Regions from separate parts of the Zea mays genome. Here region 2 is linked to region 1. A link is a contact called in public Hi-C data. All regions are on one chromosome and are shown on one strand. Each heading gives the region's core, a stretch centred on a gene start, on an enhancer-like site or on the middle of the called end of the contact. The rest is flanking DNA. Distances are from core to core; before and after follow the strand shown. Region 1 holds the start of LOC103638754 (protein STRUBBELIG-RECEPTOR FAMILY 8). Region 2 holds the start of LOC103640121.

Region 1 (6,432 bases), core at 3,785-6,284:
GCTAGATTTGTTACCTGTCTAGCGGCTTGCGGCCGGTCAACAGCTCCAGCATCACTACCCCGAAACTGTACACGTCACTCTTGGCAGTGTACGTCCCTGACATGGCGAACTCAGGGGCGCTGTATCCGAAGGAGCCAACCACTCCAGCGAAAGCCTCCCTCTCAGTCTCAGGGTTCGGCGACAGAGCAGCGAGCCCACAGTCGGACAGACGCGGGCTGTACTCGTCGTCGAGCAGGATGTTTGATGACTTGAAGGCCCTGTGCACCACCGGGGGCAGGCACACCTCATGCAGGTACCTAGAGAGAGAGAGAGAGAATCAGACCAGATGCATGGCCTGCTGGGTTCGTTCTGCTAGCTTCTTCAAGAGCGAGCATGCATGGCGCGACGTACGTACTCTAGAGCGCGCGCGGTGCCTAGCGCTATCCTCGCGCGGGTGTTCCATGCGAGCCTAGTAGTCTTGCCCGGCATCGTCATCCCGTCGTCGTCAGAGAAGTGCAGCATGTCATGCAGCGTTCCGTTCCCGACGTACTCGTACGCAAGGAGCCTCTGCCCGTGCTCCACGCAGTAGCCTGCAAGGGGCACGATGTTTGGATGCCTGAGCCGGGACACGTTCGACACAACCGCGAGAAAGTTGTCTTCTTCGTACAGAGACAGCGAAGCGCTGTCTATCTTCTTCACAGCAAGTACCTGCCATCATAGAACCGATTCAGTTTCAGAATCATAACAAAACAAAACAAATTAATAGTTGGTTAGCATAAGCAATGCTATAGGTCAACATTCTTTTTATACATTAGTTTTCCTATCCTATCATTTACCTTCCCGTTAGGAAAAACAGCCTTGTAAACACGCCCAAGCGAGCCCTCGCCTAGGAGAGAGTCTTGGCAGAAGCTGTTCGTAGCGACTTGGAGAGCAGCAACTGTGTAGGAACTCACTGTCGTCACAGTAACCTGCTGCTTTGGCCTTTTGGCGGTACAACCGTTTGGACCATGCGCTCTGTCGTCCGGAGTCATCTTTCCAGCAGGCTGGATCAGTTGGAGGTCTGAAGTTGCCACAGCAGCGTTGTCATGGCTACTGTCCATGACTTCCCTGCTAGACGCTGCAGCAACAGAACACATGTACAATTAAGGAATGTAACAATATGAATGCATGGTCCAACAGCAACGCCATGCATGATTCTTATCTGATGAAATTATGAGTCACTAGTCACTACTAGATGCGAACCCGCAATACCTTTCGCTTCACTGCTCCCATCATCGGGTTTTTTCCGTGCGTTGTGGAGGCACAACACCAGCGCGAAAAGAACGCACGAGGCAGCAGCTATTGAGCCAACAGCTATCCCTACAAGAGGTCCCGTTTGCATCTTCTTGTCGTCCGGGTCAATGGGAGTCTCCGGGACAGTTGGAGCGCTGGTTGGTCCCCGACGATCGTCTGGCCGGCCACGTGGATTCGGAGGTGGCGTCAGAGCTTGTGGCGGGGAGGCAGGCATATTGACAAATGAGTTTCCTGCAACTCTGTGGTTGCAAATTTGCAATTGCACCACCAATAACACATCATCAGCATGTATATATGTACGTACATGTGGTTAAAACAGGAGATTGAAAAGCAAAGCGTACTTGCGCATACATTAGGTTTGGGATCGAGCTGAACTCTTGGGGTATCATGCCGCTGAAATTGTTGCTTGCAATATCTCTGTTCGAATGTCGATCGTAATACATAACAGGCTATCAGATGAGTTTTTTTTTCTTCATGAAAGGAAAAAAAATAGCAGTCATATATATATATATATATATATATATATATATATATATATATATATATATATATATATATATATATATATATATATATATATATATATATATATATGTGGGAAGCTACTTACAGTGTCGCAAGGCTTATGTTGCTGATGACATCAACTGTGCCCGACAGCTGATTGTTTTGCATATAACTGCACATAACAGGCACAAGAAGGAAACTATCAGAGCCACGAGAAAGAAATACAGATATATAGGGAGCATCTGAATAATACTTACAGGCTAGAAAGTTTTGACAGGGAGCCCATTGAGAAAGGAAGATTCCCCGTGAGGTTGTTGAAAGATATGTCTCTGCAAGGATTGTAGTTATCAGACGATGAATTCATAGGGTATAAGAGCAGTTAATCTTATATTGTACTAACGCTATCATCATCCTCACTAGGACAGATCAAGTGATTTTGAATGCATTTCTTTTAAAAGGTAAAGAATCAGATTGTATTTGAAGGCTCTTTGTATTATAAATGAATTTCCCTTCCGGTCAAAATAAGTCACCCTAGGATCCATGACTCAAACAATTTTAATTTGAAACAATAATGTGTATATATGATCGTTAGATTGGCCACATGAAAACGGTATCAGTAGAGATTTTCTTGAAAAAAAAAAACTCTTTTTATTAGATTCTACAGATACCTCCTATGATTGGAAATGAAGTCCATCTAGCTTTGTACTAAGTCAAATTAGTTTAACTTTGACCATTAATTAGTTAAAACACAAGATTTTCATTACTAGATTTGGTTGTGTGCAAACCACTTGCAGAGGCTGGAATAAAAATTCATTTTTTTCTAAAAAAAGGTGTATCTGCAGAGAAAACTAATTTTATAGTAAAACAAATTTTAATCTCAGATAAGATATTGGTAGTCAGAGAGTTAACTTTTTTTTGACTTAGGACAGACGTAGAGGGGTAACATTTGTGACCAAAAGAAGCATGTTAAATTTTTATTTGATGGCAATGTTATATTTTGAATATTGCATCGGTACTTACACTTATTTTCTAATGCATAAAACATTCAATACTGAAATAGTTTGTGCAGGATCAAAAATTTCAACCACACAATACTCAAGTCGAGCTTGCGTACGAAAACAGCGGTTCAGTAGGCCTTACAGTTCTGAGAGTGAACTGAGGCTTCCAAACAGTTCTCCGATTTCCTGAAACAACGAGTTGTGGCTGAGGTTGCTGCAGGCAGTGGTTCATTGGAGTTAGATTGTGCTAACCAAAGAGACCATCACAAAGCAAATCTCATCTTCTGCAATGGATAGTAACTTACAGGTACTCAAGCGAGACCAGGTTGGATATAGAGTACGGAAGATTACCAGAGAAGTTGTTTTTCGCCAGGTTCCTGCGTTCGCTTTGATTCAAATCTCAAGAATCAAATAGCATGAACAAAACATGTACAGGTTTGGGGGCGCATTACAGATAGGTAAGGTTTGATGGCAGCTGGTAAGGAATTGAATCGTGCAAGTAGTTGTTGCTCAAGTCCCTGCAAGTTTAGAGCCGCGAGGATATGAATGATGAAAAGGACACCCATAACTGAAGAGCTATATAATAGTCTCAAGCGTTAGCTCATACATCGTTTTCAGAGCCTGCAGGCTTGACAACTGATAGCCAAGAGTGCCGTTCAGCTCCATACCAGAAAGCTTGCTGCAAGGCGTGGAGAGAGACAGAACAGAATACTCCAGTTAACAGGTGAATTCAAATAGCCGTGACTGTAAACAGAAAAAAAAAACAAAATGAATATGACAAGGTCCACACGCGTTTTGAAGGAAACATTTCTACTCTGCAAAACTTTATTTGCATACTAAAGAAGATTTGAATAGCTTTATTTGCAGCACATATCTCCAGTCCAGATACTGTCAAGGGGAACTTTGGTTGAAAAAAATAACGCTACGAATTTCAGCTACAAAATTACGCTGAGCTGCATTTAGTACCTACCGGAGCTGAAGAACACAATGCGTGGCCATCGCTCTCATCATAGCACGCATGAAAAAGCAGTGCGTTGTGAGTATCATATATTATCTCCAGGACCAGCTGTACAGTGTTGTGATCGTTATTATAAATAGCCGTTTGGCCCATAACAGCATTGGCGGCCCAATTTTTTTTGGTGGAAAAGCGTGGCGGCAGCAGCAGTGGATGGATGTACTTGAGTTTGAGTACTTGTAAATGCTAGGCACCACTAACAAACTTTTCAGCAAGCAAGCAAGCAAGCAGCACGAGAAAAAGGTTCAGATAAATCCAAAGTGACCGAAGTGGGTGGGCGAAAAAGATAGAGAGCAAGCACCGGCACCGACGTCCTTATAGTCATACTAGAATAGAATGGTAGAATCACAGCTGGATCATGTGGTGGAATATCCTGTCGTTTTCATGGCTACGTACGTAGAAAGTCTAGTAGATTTGGTGTGTGTGTGTGTGAGAGAGAAAGAGAGTCTCGTCACTTGACTATACATTGAGGTGACGGCGGAGCCCGAGCAGGAGACGCCCGTCCACGCGGCGCCGCAGGGGTCGCCGCCGCTGGCGGACCAGCCGGCGAGGCGCGCCGGGCTGTTCCAGGAGCTGTAGAGGTTCCCCAGGGCGGCAACTGCGAGAACCAGAGCACCCGGTCAGTCATACCTTAGCTGCAAGAATACATTTGGGGAAGGCGGGCGGGCGCGGTCCGCTGAAACTGCATTTACCGTCGCCGGCGTCGGTGTCGGCTTCCGCCACCGCCGCAAGCGCGACGAGCTGGAGGAGGCCGGCGGCCAGTGTCGCGGTTCTTGGCTTCATGCTTCCCTTCTCTCTCTCTCTCTCTCTCTCTCTCTCTCTCTCTCTCTCTCTCTCTCTCTCTCTCTCTCTCTCTCTCTCTCTCTCTCTCTCTCTCTCTCTCTCTCTCTCTCTCTCTGTGTGTGTGTGTGTGTGTGTGTGTGTGTGTGTGAGTGTGTCTGAATAATCTCTTCCGGCTGCAGTGCTCCTCTACACGGCCATAGAGATGATCACCGTGGGCGGCAGCACCTCCCCCTCACCCTGCTCCTCCGCAGCTCTATCTATCATCCATCAGCGACAGCCGAGGGAATGGGATGCAGTGTGGTGTCGGCAAAGCTCACTCTCTCTGTCTGCTGTGCTGCTGCCAGCTGGGACTGGGAGGGAGGAGGGAACAGAAGAGAGAATGAACAGGTAGAGCGGAGAGGACGACGGTCGGCGTGACCAAATTTGGAGTGCGGCAGGGGTCTCGCATCGCACTCGAACACCACCGATGCTGGACCGGCACGGGTCTGGTCTGGTCTGGCATGTTCCATACCGTGTTTGTGTCTAGGCCATATATTCGGTGTACACTGTCAGCATGGGTATGAGTGACACCACCTAGAACTGGATTCATAAATGCGGTTCGATACTTTTTTTCTATCGTTGGATTCTCTCTACTCATATAGTGGCGCGATCCTTTTATCAGATTAATAGTGCCCTCTATTATGCCGTGTTAAATCGTGCTAGGATCAGATGAGAGCCGAACCGTCCGTTCCATTTGGGACATGTACAATTGTATAAGAGGACGACGATTGCGAGCTCTAAACAACTCAAAAAAAAAAGCGGACGCTCGGAATGACGGTTGCCTGCCGGATTGATTGAATGATTATTCGTTGGGTGCAGCATCAGAAAAAAAACCATTAGTCAAGCATGCTAGGTCCGCACTATGCTCCATCATCCCCTCGGCCCTCAAAAAGGTTGTTTCATTGTTGTGTGTGTGTGTGTGTGTGTGTGTGGGGGGGGGGGGGGGGGGGGGGGGGGGGGTGCAAAAGCCAAACCGACAGCGGTTAGCTGAAACGAACGAGCGAACCAACACAGTTAATGTTTGGCCAAGCAGTATTGCAAAACGAACACAGTACTGTGTATGAGATGAAGCTGAGTTTAACTTCTGCATTTCACCCCACACCTCTCTGGATTCTGGAACATCTTGATACTGTACTTGGCTATTTCTTCCTATTGTCAGTTCTCGCCCTCTGTCATGCTAGACATGGCATGTGCATGCGCCGACGCACCAAATCTGACAATAGCGCTCCCTAATCACTTCACCACTTAGGTCTTGTTCGGTTAGAGGTAGATTAGAGGTGATTAAATTCTTTTATATACAAATTTGTATATTTCCTCTAATCCATTTCAAACCGTTAGAAAGATGTTTGGTTTATAGAGACTATTTTATAGTCTAATTTATTCTATTTTAATCTCTAAATTACTAAACCTAAAATTCTAACTAAAATGAAGTAAAATGGAGGGATTAAAAATTAGTTCTTAGAAACTAATTACCTCTTATAATAATAATAATGAGGAGGGTAATGGATCGCCCGTGACTTGCGGTGTCCTGCCCGCCCGTGACAGGTAGGGCCTACTAATGGCCAGTGACGAGCTTTCCAACGACAAGCAGGCTGCCAAAGACACTCACTCGAGAAAGGAAAGGATGCCGCGCCAAGCAAAGGCGAGTCCCGCGCGCACAGTGTGTGTGCGCGTGTAATGAACCACGCAGATCCAGACGGGCGCGCGCGCGGCCGCCCGGCCACGGCATGTGCCGCTTCCTGGCGCTCCGGATTGGGGTGCGCTAGCAGCCAGTCTTTACAGCTGAATTCGTTTTGTCGGCGCTCGGCTCCGCTCGGCGGT
Region 2 (6,345 bases), core at 3,327-5,826, 160 kb before region 1:
GATGCATACCTACAAAACAAGTTTAGGCCTTGTTCTTAGGTACCCAAACGGTCTTGGGTCCTTTGACATTAGAAACAAGCACCTTGGGTACCCAAACACAAGTCTTGGAGCCCTTGTGTTTGCCCCAACATATTTGGCAACTATTTTGCCTGATTTGTTAGTAAGCACATAAGAAGGATCAAAAGTCTTAAATGAAACATTAGGTTCATTTGATGCAATAGGAGATTTCCTTTTAGGCAATTTTACATGAGTGGATTGCCTAGAACCAGATGCCTTACTCTTATACATAAAAGCATGATGAGAGCCAGAGTGAGACTTGCTAGAATGAATTCTCCTAATTTTGTGCTCGGAATAACCAGCAGGATACAAAATATAGCCCTCGTTATCCTGAGCCATGGGAGCCTTACCCTTAACAAAATTAGACAATCTTTTAGGGGTATTAAGCTTGACATTGTCTCCCTGTTGGAAGCCAATGCTATCCTTAATGCCAGGGCGTCTCCCACTATAGAGCATGCTTCTAGAAAATTTAAATTTTTCATTCTCTAAGTCATGCTCATTAATTTTAGCACTAAGTTGAGCTATGTGATCATTTTGTTGTTTAATTAAAGCTAGGTGATCATGAATAGCATCAACATCAATGTCTCTACATCTAGTACAAATAGTAACATGTTCAACACTAGATGTAGAGGGTTTGCAAGCATTCAATTCATCAATCTTAGCATATAAAATGGCATTCTCATTTCTAAGATTGGAAATAGAAATATTGCAAACATTTAAATCTTTAGCCTTAGAAATTAATTTATCATTCTCAATCTTAAGGCTAGAGAGAGATTCATTCAACTTGTCAATCTTAGCAATCAAACTAGCATTATCATTTTTAAGTTTGACAAGAGAATCATCACACACATTTAATTTCTCAACCTTATCAATTAATTTAGCATTCTCATTTCTAAGGTTGGAAATAGTGTCATGGCAAGTGCTTAGCTCACTAGTCAATTTATCACAATTTTCTATTTCCTGAGCATAAACATTTTTAATCTTAACATGCTTCTTGTTTTCCTTAATTAGGAAGTCCTCTTGGCTATCCAAAAGTTCATTCTTCTCATAAATAGCACTAATTAATTCATTCATTTTTTCCTTTTATTGCATGTTTAGGTTGGCAAAAAGTGTGAGCAAATCATCCTCATCATCACTAGAGCTAGCCTCATCACTAGATGTTGTATATTTAGTGGAAGCTCTACATTTTACCTTCTTATTTTTGTCGTCCTTTACCATGAGACACTTGTGGCCGACGTTGGGGAAGAGGAGACCCTTGTTGACGGCGATGTTGGCGGCGTCCTTGTCGGAGGAGGAGTCGGTGGAGCTCTCATCGGAGTCCCACTTCCGGCATACATGGGCATCGCCGCCCTTCTTCTTGTAGTATCTCTTCTTTTCTCTTCTCTTTCCCTTCTTGTCGTCGCCCCTGTCACTATCACTGGATAATGGACATTTAGCAATAAAATGACCGGGCTTACCACACTTGTAGCAAACTTTCTTGGAGTGGGGCATGTAATCCTTCCCCCTCCTTTTCTTGAGGATTTGGCGGAAACTCTTGATGATGAGCGCCATCTCCTCATTGTCGAGCTTGGAGGCGTCGATGGGGAGCCTACTTGACGTAGACTCTTCTTTCTTCTCTTCCGTCGCTTTGAATGCGACGGGTTGCACCTCGGGTGTGGAGGTGGCGCTTCGCTTGATGATTTGTTTGGAGCCTTTGCTCATCAATTCAAAGCTCACAAACTTTCATATAACCTCCTCGAGAGACATTAGCTTGTATCTAGGATCACCACGAATTAATTGTACTTGTGTAGGATTAAGAAAAACAAGTGATCTTAGAATAACCTTGATCATTTCATGGTCATCCCATTTTGTGCTCCCGAGGTTGCGCACTTGGTTGACCAAGATCTTGAGCCAGTTGTACATAGCTTGTGGATCCTCTCCTTGATTGAGCATGAACCGACCGAGCTCCCCCTTGATCGTTTCCCTCTTGGTAATCTTGGTCACCTCGTCTCCTTCGTGCGCGGTCTTTAGTACGTCCCAAATCTCTTTGGCACTATTCAACCCTTGCACCTTATTATACTCCTCTCGACTTAGAGAGGTGAGGAGTATAGTAGTTGCTTGGGAATTGAAGTGTCGGATTTGGGCGACTTTATCCGCATCATAATCTTCATCCCCTACGGATGGTACTTGTGCTCTAAATTCAACAATGTCCCATATGCTTGTGTGGAGTGAGGTTAGGTGATACCTCATCATATCACTCCACCTACTATAATCTTTACCATCAAAAACTGGTGGTTTGCCTAATGGAATGGAAAGTAAAGGAGTGTATTTAGAAATGCGAGGATAGCATAGGGGAATCTTAATAAACTTCTTGCGCTCATGACGCTTAGAAGTGACAGACGGCGTGTCGGAGCCGGATGTAGAAGGTGATGAAGAATCGGTCTCGTAGTAGACCACCTTCTTTATTTTCTTTTTCTTCTCGCCGCTCCGATGTGACTTGTTGTGTGAAGGGGATCCCTTCATCTTGTTGTCGGACTCTCCCGAAGGAGCCTTCCCGTGGCTTGTGGCGGGCTTGTCACCGCCGGTCCCAATCTCCCTCTTGGTGGATGCTCCCGACATCACTTCGAGTGGTTAGACTCTAATGAAGTTCCAGGCTCTGATACCAATTGAAACTCGCCTAGAGGGGGGTGAATAGGCAAATCTGAAATTTACAAACTTTAAGCACAACTACAAGCCGGGGTTAGCGTTAGAAATAAAGTCGAGTCCGAAAGAGAGGGCGAAAACAAATCACAAGCAAATGAAGTGTGTGACACGGTGATTTGTTTTACTGAGGTTCGGTTCTTGCAAACCTACTCCCCGTTGAGGTGGTCACAAAGACCGGGTCTCTTTCAACCCTTTCCCTCTCTCAAACGGTCACCTAGACCGAGTGAGCTTTTCTCCTCAATCAAATGGGTCACTTAGACCACACAAGGACCACCACAACTTGGTGTCTCTTGCTTTGATTACAAAGGTGTTGAGAACAAGAAATGGGGAAGAAGAAAAGCGATCCAAGAACAAGAGCTCAAAGAACACGAGCAAAAACTCTCTCTCTAGTCACTATTTGCTTGGAGTGGAAATGGGACTTGGAGAGGCTTTGATTCTATTTGATTTGTGTCTTGTATTGATTGCACTAGCTCTTGTATTAAATGTGAAGTCTGAAAAACTTGGATGCCTTGAAGTGTGGTGGTTGGGGGTATTTATAGCCCCAACCACCAAAGTGGTCGTTGGGGAGGCTGTCTGTCGATGGGCGCATCGGACAGTCCGGTGCGACACCGGACACTGTCCGGTGCACCAGCCACGTCACCCAACCATTAGGGTTCGACCGTTGGAGCTCTGACAGATGGGGCCACTGGGCAGTCACTGTTCATTGTTCGGTGTGCCTTCTGGCGCTTGCTCTGACTCTACGCGCACTGTCCGCGCACTGTAGCTGTGTCAGCCGTCCGTTGAACTCGATCGTTACGCTGGCGACCGTTGCTTCACTCGGCACACCGGACAGTCCGGTGAATTATAGCGGAGTGGCTTTTCTAGAAACCCGAAGGTGGCGAGTTCGAGTTGATTCACCCTGGTGCACCGGACACTGTCCGGTGGAACACCGGACAGTTCGGTGCGCCAGACAAGGGCAACCTTCGGTTTTCTTTTGCTTCTTTCTTTTGAACCCTATCTTGGACTTTTTATTGGTTTGTGTTGAACCTTTGGCACCTGTAGAACTTATAATCTAGAGCAAACTAGTTAGTCCAATTATTTGTGTTCGGCAATTCAACCACCAAAATTATTTAGGAAAAGGTTTGACCCTATTTCCCTTTCAGGGGTGAGTGGTGGGGTATTCATGAAGAAGAATAACATAATTCTATTGCATGAATCTTCTTTGAATCAAGCCTACGGACTCAGTCATGTTCCTTGCTCTCCCTTCTATTTGTGCTCTCTCTTCCTTCTAGATTATGTTCTCTAGTACAATCCTAGAGTGCGAAGGTTGGGTTTGTGACAGTCTCACATGTGTGTCAGGATCAAGTCTCACACATATGATGACTCAGTGTACTGAAATCAATGTCACATCTTTATTACTTAATACAACTTCTATACATAATAACTTAATAAGTTGCACCATATGACGGCAATGATCCTCCACAACCATAGTTGGCTAAGAGACGATGGCGTAGTCGCCTAAACCTCTTCGAACTCATCTTCTTGACATTCTTCCTCTGGCGATACCTGTTCTTGACCTGATGTGATTATAGCAATGGTGAGCTCCCATACGGTCATCGCTCAACAAGTGTGGGGAAAAGTGTAGTATAAAGCTTACCAAGGAAAATCTTGAAGGCCGAGCATAACTTTTAATTTTTTTGGTCAAAATTTTATCAACAATTACTAAGTATAAGTAAATACCATCCTAACTAAATACTTGATCGATATTGAAGAATTCCCACAATGCAATGTATGACAGGTTAAGTTTAATTCTATAAATTACTCATGTGAGGGTCCAAGTCGCTCATGACCGTGAGCATGACTGATATACCAATTTTAGACTCTGCAGAGGTTGCACATCTTTACCCACAAGACGTGTTTCCCTTTTAGCCTGGGTTAGCTAGACCCTTAGACACTCTAAGGTAAATGGCTAGGGATCCCTTGTAAGGCCTTTACAAAGTTCCACTAGGTTGAGAAATCCACTACGGTTTCAAGAAGAAGGGAGTATAGGAATCCCACGTCCAAAAAGTCATCGCGGCATGATCAACCCGAGAACCTCTGTATACTATGTAGTGGCACACTCCCCTCTTGCCCCTTTCGGGTAAGATAATCTCTTACTAGCTTTCCTAATTAATTGGTCAAGGACGTCTCATTCTACCCTTATGGTAGCACTGTTCTCCAATTAAAATAAATGATCTTATTATGAACAACAAAGAATTCATTGACAATAATAATAAAGTACGATCATAATTCATATATATCATTAATTCCAAAACCAGGTACAACAATAGCAAGATTACCTAATAATTCATTAGTATGCAAGGTGTAGGGTAAACAAGACTAGGTAACCTATTAGGTTCCATCAATTTAACCTAACAGTGCAAACATGGTGAGAATATGACAGTTAAATTTATTAGGTCAAAAATGTGATTAAGAACCCAAAACCCTAAACACAACTTGACTTTTACTTGCGATAACCTGCTACTTAGATGTCTCTCCAAAGTTCGGCTTCAGACTCCTCGTGACTTCGCTTTCTATTCATAGAAATACATAAAAATAAGCAAATAATAGATACAGTAACATTACACCAAAACATGAAAACAAACTATGTGATAATATTCTACGCGTCGCTACAAGGTCGTAGGTTCTAGAATCACTAAAATTGGAGTTATAGCTAAAAAGATATAGCTTTCAAAAGATTCAGGTGATTTAATACATAAACTATGTTCTATATTGATTTTAATAAATCATATGAAAAAGATATTCCAAAGAAATAACTAATTTAGCTTTAATCTAAGTTATAACTTAATTAGAAATCACAAGCTAAATAAATTAGTAATCTATCTTTGAAAACATGTTATATGATAAGATAAGGTTACTAAAGTGTAGGTAAGATTATTACGAAGATAACGCAACTTAAATTGATTAAATCCGATTTAGGATGCAAAAGTTATGAGTTAAATAAGTTTTAGGGTATTTTAATTTTTATTTTGCACTTAAAATAGATTCTGGGGCTATATTGCAAGTACTATGGACTCTAATGTAACTACTTTACACATACCAAGGACGGTGGGTTTGTTTTAAGAAAGTCTGAGGACTCGTTTGCAAAACAGAGTCGACCGAAGGGGTACGCTGCTACCTAGGCCATCCGATTAATCTCAACGACGCTAATTAGATCGCGGACTCTATGTGACGATTGTCCTCGGATCGAGGATCAGTGGTTTAGATTTTAGTAAGGCTTGATCTCTTCTACGGCTCCTGCGCAATAAACGAACCGGTACACTCCGCTTATAATCTCCATCGTCCGCTACACGGGTCGACGGATGCGCGCCTCCCCTTCTCTCTCTCTCTCATCTACATCGAGCCCAGCGGCGCACATGGTGAGCATGGCGGCACCATCGCCGATGAGATACACATCCTACACCCCGGTGCGAAGTCCTCTAATCAATTAGGTGCTACATAATGCGGGGGCAATGGCGAACTCGACGGATGTGCCCTTACCAGATATGGCTGCCCACGACGATGGTGGCCTTGCGACGGTGATGTACCCCGGCGACGAATTACCTGCACTCTCCCTGCTATTGCCCT

The links. A called contact is a pair of places that touch in the nucleus more often than the background predicts.
Region 2: a Hi-C map of tassel shows a contact between it and region 1, with 2.2 times the contacts expected there. The contact joins the promoter of LOC103640121 here to the promoter of LOC103638754 in region 1. A contact is called at or near these places in 5 of 25 Hi-C or Micro-C datasets (ear, endosperm, leaf and 1 more).

The regions. Positions count from the first base shown.
Region 1 is chr9:102,557,417-102,563,848 of Zm-B73-REFERENCE-NAM-5.0, reverse strand. It overlaps LOC103638754 (protein STRUBBELIG-RECEPTOR FAMILY 8), which reads right to left and starts at 5,034. Exons shown (of 15, transcript XM_008661579.4): 1 at 4,482-5,034; 2 at 4,255-4,387; 3 at 3,382-3,453; 4 at 3,227-3,292; 5 at 3,080-3,151; 6 at 2,917-2,988; 7 at 2,034-2,105; 8 at 1,883-1,948; 9 at 1,624-1,689; 10 at 1,231-1,511; 11 at 816-1,096; 12 at 395-687; 13 at 15-296. The coding sequence starts at 4,572. It overlaps LOC103638755 (a long non-coding RNA gene), which reads left to right and starts at 3,900. Exons shown (of 2, transcript XR_559010.4): 1 at 3,900-4,408; 2 at 4,752-5,234.
Region 2 is chr9:102,713,437-102,719,781 of Zm-B73-REFERENCE-NAM-5.0, reverse strand. It overlaps LOC103640121, which reads left to right and starts at 4,576. Exons shown (of 7, transcript XM_020544666.2): 1 at 4,576-4,591. The coding sequence starts at 4,576.